3 separate regions of the Mus musculus genome follow, and all the other regions are linked to region 3. A link is a contact called in public capture Hi-C and promoter capture Hi-C data. All regions are on one chromosome and are shown on one strand. The core of a region is the stretch at or near the end of the contact, and the rest is flanking DNA. Distances in the headings are between cores, read along the strand shown.

The links. Promoter capture Hi-C pulls out the DNA fragments that hold promoters and counts their contacts. Capture Hi-C pulls out chosen DNA fragments and counts their contacts.
Region 1: a contact with region 3 is called in a capture Hi-C map of embryonic stem cells, with 2.3 times the contacts expected there. The contact joins the promoter of Crabp2 here to the promoter of Lrrc71 in region 3. A contact is called at or near these places in 1 of 39 promoter capture datasets (3T3-L1-derived adipocytes), 1 of 15 datasets of contacts at CTCF or cohesin (embryonic stem cells), 1 of 115 datasets of contacts at active chromatin or transcription factors (embryonic stem cells) and 3 of 9 other capture datasets (embryonic stem cells, liver and pancreatic islet).
Region 2: a contact with region 3 is called in a promoter capture Hi-C map of embryonic stem cells, with 5 times the contacts expected there. The contact joins the promoter of Arhgef11 here to the promoter of Lrrc71 in region 3. A contact is called at or near these places in 17 of 39 promoter capture datasets (the 3T3-L1 cell line, 3T3-L1-derived adipocytes, the C10 cell line and 11 more), 3 of 484 Hi-C or Micro-C datasets (the N1E-115 cell line, brown adipocytes and embryonic stem cells), 3 of 115 datasets of contacts at active chromatin or transcription factors (acute myeloid leukemia, memory CD8 T cells and stem cell-derived neural progenitor cells) and 3 of 9 other capture datasets (adipose tissue, liver and pancreatic islet).

Annotation. Positions count from the first base shown.
Region 1 is chr3:87,947,289-87,949,988 of GRCm38.p6, forward strand. Crabp2 (cellular retinoic acid binding protein II) reads left to right here and starts at 1,405. Exons shown (of 4, transcript NM_007759.2): 1 at 1,405-1,622. The coding sequence starts at 1,553.
Region 2 is chr3:87,616,279-87,618,978 of GRCm38.p6, forward strand. It overlaps Arhgef11 (Rho guanine nucleotide exchange factor (GEF) 11), which reads left to right and starts at 1,281. Exons shown (of 40, transcript NM_001003912.2): 1 at 1,281-2,514. The coding sequence starts at 2,483.
Region 3 is chr3:87,747,367-87,750,066 of GRCm38.p6, forward strand. Lrrc71 (leucine rich repeat containing 71) reads right to left here and starts at 1,257. Exons shown (of 15, transcript NM_028971.1): 1 at 939-1,257. The coding sequence starts at 1,098. It overlaps Pear1 (platelet endothelial aggregation receptor 1), which reads right to left. Exons shown (of 25, transcript NM_152799.2): 25 at 1,731-2,700.

The DNA.
Region 1 (2,700 bases), core at 155-2,654, 200 kb after region 3:
CACTCCCTTCTGAGTGTTGGTGGTGGGGTGGGGGGTGGGGAGAGCGGCGATCCAGAGGCCCTTCTGAGAGGCAGCCTTCCTCCCTCATCCTCTCAAGTTTTCCACACCCCATTATTCGGGATTGCCTCGATGAAGACCTGACTCGAGTGACACTGTCTGGCCTCTGAGTGAGGTTAATCCTTCAGGCCCTGTCCTCAGCTCAGTTCCACTCCCCAACCAAAGCCTGCCAAGTCCCCAGTTCACCAGGTCAGGGCTGCCTGTTCCAACCTTGGCCACCTAGATGAGAAGGGGCCAGGCAGGGACCTTGTTTGAGATCCTGAGGGGACTACGGGGATAGCCCCGGGAGACTGAGGGCGAATGCCAAAGAAAGGGCAAACACTTGTAGCTCCAGCACAGAGCAACGTTGTTTCTGGCTTTGGGTTACCCGCGTGCCTCCGAGGCCGCTCCTGTCCTTTCTGCTGTCTCGCTGTCTTTCCACTAGGGTTTCACCCACGTAAAAATCAGCCTCGGAGAGGCTGATTCACCGCACTTTCAGCTCTAGATAGGGACGTCTCAGACCCACCCCCTCCCCACACAGTCAGCCTTCCCCCAACCCCGGAGGCAACGCGGCAAGCCGCGGGGTGGGGGTGGGGGGTGGTGGGGGGCGCTTGGCGTCTTTCTCCCCCTCCTTGTGGCCCAGGGGGCCCAGGGAAGCGTAGCCACCGAGAAAGCGCCTTAATAAAAGAGTCGTGTCAAGTGATTGGCTGTGACCTCTGCCCTTCTAGCCTCGAGCCGGGGGCTCCTGCTTAACCCTTCATTGTCCGTCCAGGGCTTGGAGAGGAATGAATGAGTTGCCTTGTGCTCACTTCAGGCGTCCCCAGGCACTACTTGAACCCAGAGCTGAGTCAAGGGGTGGAGGACAGAGCAGCACCTCCCTGTCACCCAAAAGAACGCTTGAATTCCGAGCTGTTTCATTGAGTCCATTTCGACTGCCGGTTGCCGGGGGGGGGGGGGGGGGACAATTCTTGCGCTAGTGGGGTCTCCGGATGCCTGGAGCTGAGCTGTCCAGAGCACCAAATCTGGTAGAGAACTACTAGGGAACTGGTGAAACGGGACCTGTGTTCGCCCTGCAGGCCGAGAGAGCATCCGTGACCCAGGCGAGAGCCGTGCCCTGTTCTTGCCAGAGGCACAAACCCCGTTCTTGCCTTCTGACGCTTCTCGGTCCGCCTACTGATGCGGGAGAAGGGTATCTTGGCTCTTGGAGAACCCTGGACCCACCCACATTTCTAGAAACAGGAGGGATTCCGGAAAGGATGGGGGTGAAGTGGTCACAGAGCAGGGCCCCCAGGTGGTGTGGAAGGCGGGGCGGGGGCGGGGCCGCCTCATGCACCAGCTGGGTATAAAAGCCTAGAGCTCTGGCGCCCAGCGGCTGTGCAATTGTCCTCCACGCGGCTTGGTCCCCAGGTGGAAGGATCTGTTCTGCAAAGGAGACAGCAAAGTATCTTTAGCCTAAAGGACTCAGCGTCCAGTGTTCTAGTTGAAGATCTAAAGAGAAAGCCACCTTGCTGCCACTATGCCTAACTTTTCTGGCAACTGGAAGATCATCCGATCGGAAAACTTTGAGGAAATGCTAAAAGCTCTGGGTAAGGAGGTTTTCGTGAGTTGGGAAGGGAGGACAAGAAGGGCGCTGGGGTCTTTAGAGCAGAGGCCGAATAAACGGAAGGGGGCCGAATCAGGGAATGTACCTGGGAGCCTGCATCCTAGGAAAGGGGCGTGCCGGATACCCTGGGTCCTGGGGCACCAGGCCCAAGACTCTTAAATCCTACTTTCTGAGGCTGGGCGCCCACCAGTGCCAGCTTCAACGGTGACTCAGAGCCTGTGAAGCAAGTAGAAACCAGAAGCACGAGGTTAGTCTCAGGAGGGGTTGGCTAGCCTCGGCGCCTGGACCTGCTGACCAGGGCACCTGGCTCTGAGCTTTAAGAATCCAGAATCCAGGCAGGGAGCCCCTAGGAGACATTCCAAGATCTTTCCGCGTACCCTAACAGTAACCCAATCCAGGCGACAGGTCCATTATCCTCAACACTTGGCTCCGCCCACCAGGTGGTCCACCACTTCAGCTCCCCGACCCTCCCCCACACCTTGCACTTCCCACTCCAGTCTCCCCACCCCACCCCACCCCACCCCACCCCCACCTGTGAGACATATTTTCCTACAGCAACCGGCTCCCAAGCCCTAAAATCGCTCTGGACAATTACCACTTTCTTAGATTTCAACAAATGTCCTCGTGTGAAACACCAATCCCCATTTCCGAAAGTCTAGGATTGCCTCCCTCCTCGCCACAGACCAGCTGCACCCTGCGCAACTGGGCTGTTAGCCAAGGGTGGGAACACAGGAACCACCCAGACTTTCCCTACCCACCTTCTACTACCCTCTAGGATGCGACTGAGCTAGAAGGTATAGGAAAGGAGAGACATCTGCGGAGAGATGCAGTTAACCGCCCCAGGGAGTGGAAACTACCCCAGAGCCTAAGGGTCAGCATGCCTTCCATTTCTGCACTGGAGAGGAGCCCTGTGGTGGGGAGCAGGGGATACCCTTGAGGAGCTAGGGACTGTATAAGAGTGAGTCTGGAGCTAAAAAGAATGTTGCGAGGGCAGTAGGGCCTCTGTTCTCATCTTTCCTCGCTGTTCATTCTCTTTGTGTCAGCTAACCGCAATGATCCTT
Region 2 (2,700 bases), core at 31-2,530, 130 kb before region 3:
TTCCCTTTTCATATCCTATGTCTTATAGGATTTCTCTCCAAGAGAGAAGGTTCTGAGTGGAAACTGCTACCCAGCAACCCCCTAGAACACACATAAAGAGGCTGAGTTTGGGTGGCTGTGAACTTGCTCTCACAATGCTGAGAAGGGTAAGAGGGTGGCACTTACTCACCAGCCATTCTTGGCCTACTCAGCAAGCTGGGGCTGTGGAGAGAGACCAGGCTCCAGAGAAGGGGTGAGGTTGTTTGGCATTTGAGGAAGAATGCCACCCACACTTGTCCTCTGGGCTCCACAAGCACACCTGTGGAAGAGCGCAGCAATTGTTAAGGTTCAGATGGCAAGCACTCAGAAATTTCAAGAAGTTGTTTCAAGAGTCACAGTGCTGCTCCCCACGGTTATAGAAACAATATCAACTCCAATAGCTCTAGTGGTAGAGGTCAGTAGTCCACCGTCCTCATCCATGCGGAGATGGGTTTTTGCTGGTGCCTCTGCCTTTAGGGGTTTGTACTCCTAGAAGTAACCCCAATAAATCCACTGGCTGTTGAGAACAGGCTTCAGTAAAACTGTTGGTGCACTATCTAATGTTAACAGATGTCTGGTCTCACCAGGAAGTCACATATTACACACACACACACACAAAATAACAAAGTGTATTCATCAACCTGTACTGGAAAAGTCTCCTTTTTACTTCAATCTTTACTTCTGACTTCCGACAGTTACTTGAAGAGATTTAGAAACCGTGATTTCACGAAGGGGGTGTGTGTCATCGAAATAACATTGCCCTGCAAAGGCTTTTGCATTGAAATTAAAAGGCAGAGCCATACAAGATACCCAAGCTAAATCGAGTACAGCCGCGAGGGGAGAGACGGTGGGTGCTCAGAGGGGCGAGGGCACAGCTAAGAGGGTTCCTGGTAACTTGGAAAGGAGCGCGACAAATGAGTGAAAACGGGCAGAGGAGGACGGGACCGCAGCGAGAGCGCAGACAGAGGCGCGGCCAGCGGACACTGCGGAAACAAAGGTCGAGTCTCTGGGACAGCAGCACCGGGAGCAGCTAGGCCGCAGCGCGCGGACCGGGGGCGCGCGGGGCTGTGAAAGGGCGGGCGGCGCCAAGGAGGAGCCAGCGGCCGGCCCGGGCGAGCGGAGTCCGCCGTGGCGGGGCTGTGGCGAGGCGGGGCGAGGCGGGGCGGTGGCGGGGCGGGGCGGAGCGGGGGTGGGGCGGAGCCGGCCGGCGGCAGCGGGCTTGGCCTTAGCGAGCGAGCGCGCGCGGGGGCGGGGCCGGAAGCGCAGCGGCCGCGACGCGGACGCCGGGAGCGGCCGAGCGGGGAGGCTGTGGCTGGCGGGCGGGTGGGCACGGAGGCCGAGGCCGCGGCCCGGGCTCTCCGCGCCGCTGTGGAGGGCGCCCTGGCCCTAACCGAGCCGCAACAATACTAGGAGCGGGTCGCCGGACACGATCGGCGGGCGAGGGGGAAGCGGGACTACCGCTCCAGAGCGCTGCGGCGAGAGAGACTTTCGGAGCCTGGACGTGCTGGAGCACACAGAGCTGACTGAGGAAATTGTCTGAGAAAAAGGCCGATCTGAGGCTGGGTTAGGTGGAGGAACCTGCAAGTCGAAAGGGAAAAGAAGGTTTAAGATTTCCTGGGGGTTTGGCCAATGCTACCGTTTTGAAGGTAGAAAGCATTGCGCTTCAGGTGTTTTGTGATTGTTGTGTGTGTGTCTGCACAATTGGTTCATTTCAGAATTCAAAAACCTTTACTGTAGAAGAAGATGGTTGTTTTGTTTTGATTTTTAAAAGAAATCCGCAAATTTTGCTTCCCAGGGCTGCACTGGACCGTGTTGTGTACATACTGCTGTGTGGTTTTATTTATTTTAACTGTGCAAATCGTCTGGAAGATTTTTCTCCCAAGTGCCATTTCGGATTTGTTCAGCCTTTTTGTTTTGTTTTGTTTTGTTTTTGTTTTTCCTTCCCTGGAATAATTCTGCTGTTGGCATTTTAAGCATTTGGAAACCAGAGATTTTTTTTTTCAACCTTTGGAGCTTAAGGCTTCCCTGTCAACAGAAGGACAGCTGGGGAAACTGGATTGAAAGGATGGCTTTTATCTGTCTGCAACTAAGACTGATATTTTGAAGTCAGATTCTTTCTGTGGTTCAGTTTTTAGCCCGTAGGGCTAACCTTGAAGAGATTTGTGGTTAACAGTTTGGTTTCTAAGAAGGTCATAGTTTTTCCTCTCTTTTTTTCTTTTCATTTTCTTTTTTAAGACGAGGGAGGGGAAGGTTAAGGGTGAAGGAAGGAGGAGACCATGTTAACCGATAGAAGCAGAATAGCACTGCAGTTACCAGGGTCCTGACAGCTGGAAGAAACAAGGATTCAGTCTTCAACTTGGGAGGCCTTCCTCTCACCTTCCTTCAAAATTGCAAGGGACTCAGGCCTGATCAAGACGCCCAAAGAAACTACAGGATTCCAGAACTGTGGAGACACGGAGAAACCATGAGCATACGGTTGCCCCATAGTATAGACAGGTATGTTTAAATAATTGAGGATTTTTTTTTTCCAACACTTATTAAAATGACTGGGGGGGAAGTGTTGTGTTTGCCTGGCTGGGCTGTGGGATAGATAGGCTGTGGTCTATGAGGACTGTCAGTGTGTCAGTATATATGTTTCTGTACCCTCGGTGTGTGTTCATGTTCAAAATGTACCCCATAGTT
Region 3 (2,700 bases), core at 7-2,506:
TGTCCTGTGCCGATGATCACCGTCCCTGGACTGGGCTACTCAGAGTCACACTCACCTTTCTGCTGCCCCTATCTCTGTTTCCCATCTCCTCCATGCACAGCCAGCGTTTCTTTTTCTCTTTTACTCCCTTGGGTCACACTGTCTTGATGTATTGTTCTATAAGGAACTTAGTGCCTCCTGCCTCAGTACCCCGAGTGCTGGGATCACAAGTATGTGTGTGGGCTTTCTGTGCCCAGCAAACCCTGGCCTATCTGTCTTCCCTATGAAAGATGCTTTTTCTCCAGTTCCTTATACCCTGCCTATCCCTGGGCACTAGCGCTGACAGGAAAACAGCACCTGGCAAAAGGCAGACCGGCAGCATCTTTTCCCAGTGTTTTATTTCCATTGCAAGGAAAACGGGGTCCTGACCCTCTTTAATAACAAAAGCATCGAATTTGTATCAAGATGCCTTCTGATACATTCCCTTTTGTGCTTAATTGGTTCAAACTGAGTTCTGTCCCTTGCAACATGAGAAGCAATGGTCCTGTTAATCCAACTTTAATAGTTTTCTTTAAGCGTGCCAAAGCACAACTGTGACCATGGCCACAGAGAAGACACTCAAAAGTAACTGTTGTCTAAATGAATATCCATAGAGCTGTGTTCCTAAACCTTCCCACAGCCCCACGGGATCTTCTCACCACTGCCTCAGCCTTCTTTGACCTATCTTGTCACATCTTACAGTGCACGTCAGCTTCCCCAGGCAATGTGTACTCTTTAAGACCAACCCCTGAGGAGGTGGGATGTGCTGATCCACATTTGATCTCGGAGGAGATAGGTAGACCTCTGAGTTCGGGGTCAGCCTAGTCTGTAGAGCAAGTTGCTGACCAGTTTTAATTTTAAAAAAGAAAAAAAAAGAAAACGTCAAGTCCAATTAATCCAGCCCTGCCCCGCCAGCATACCCGGATTTTTTGGCTCGTCCTCTCCCACCGGGGGCAGGGTGCTTGCTGTCTTATCTTTAGCAGCCCGATCCCCCTTCTTGGTTACTGCTCCGGATGACTTCTGGGCCCCAGGACGCGGAGTCCTGGGTGAGGTCCCTGTAGTGCTTGGCTCACTTGACATAGGGGTGCTTTTGGACCCCTCGAGTGAGAGGCAAGATGAAACGGGACTCTGTGGGCCTCACCCCTAGGATCTCCACTCAGCCAAGCGACTCCGCGACTGCCCTCTCCAGGGCAACCCAGCCTGATTGGGTGGGGCTGTGGCCGGAGCAACGGGCAAAGAGTGCACGTGGAGGCCCCTGACTCTGCCAGAGCCAGAGCCAGTGGGCGTGGCTAGGCGTAGGGCATAGATGCGTGGAATCTAGGGCAGTGCAGCTAGGGCCCTAATGGTCTGTACTCTCTGTACTCGCAGAGGAGGTTGTGGGGGGAGAGGACAACGCACTGAGCTAGAAGGTTGTAGGGGAGAGAGAGTGCCTTGTGAAGGGCCCAAGTGGTAAGGGCTCGGGCTATGCTGAGTTCTTTGCCAGCTCTCCTCAGCTCCCTGGAGGTCTGGAGGCTTGTCTGCTGGTTTGATCTAGGAGGTCCCATCTTTACCATTTCGCCATCCCGGGCCCCTTTGAGTTGCTTGGCTCCTCATTCAGTACCACAGCAGCACGGATGCTGCTCTCTGCTGAGACTCTATCTCTGAGGAGAGCTCCAAACTAGGCTCTGGGGGACACTGGGGACACGGTATTGCTGGTACTTTGATTCAGCCACTCAGCTTTTAGAGGAACATTTATTGAGTGACTACCCTGTGCCAAGGAAACCAATAGTGAGTGAGCCTAAACACCAGAGTCCTGCATCAGAGAGCTGGCGATCAGCCTCTCCACTAGGGGGAGGCAGACGCTAATCTAGCAACAGGGGAAAGCACATCGGAGTGCAGCTTGAGCTGTGCATGTGACCCTGAGCCGTTAAACCCAGCACTCAAGAGGCAGAGGCAAGCAGAGCTCTTGAGTTCCAGGCCAGCCAGGACTACATAGTGAGACAGAGTCTCAAAAACAAAACAAAATGCAACAATCCCATCTTCTTGCCTGGTACCACTTCTGCCTTCTGTGGGTACGTGGAGAAGAGAGTAGCTATGAAGCAGATGTGGGGTGGGTGTTCTGTGGAATATGTGAAGGGCAAGCAGGACTCAACGGGTAACTTAGGAAGGCTGAACTTAGATGTGCCAATTCCTGGGCTGGGAAGTAGGGTGGCAGACAGCCTTCATTCTGGGAAAGAATGAAGCGAGACGGGAAAGGGAGACTGCAGGACCGTCAAGGCGTACCAGGAGGACAAACACCAGAGTCGGGGAGCAATCCTCTGAGCAAAGACATGGAGGATTACTGGGTGAAGGGCAGGCAGGTAGTTAGGGCCTGCTGCTGGTGGAGCTCTAACTAGTTAAGCTTGGAAGCTGACTACTAGATAAGATGGAAAGTGCAGAAGGCAGAACCTATACCTGACTCCCTCTAAAGCCAACTAGAGACACACACAGCCTGCCTGAGCATACACACAGAAAAGGTACCCAACACATACTTTTAAAAAAAATCGATCTAAAATCACACTTGTACAACAACATTCTGCCCACCAGCTTATGTCCACAGGGACTTGAGCAGTGGGTGGGAAAAGAGGGTTAGACACTTTGTCAACTAGTGTCTCCCTCGGTGGAAGCACAGGGCCACAGTCCGTCTCTGTTCACTTCACCAAG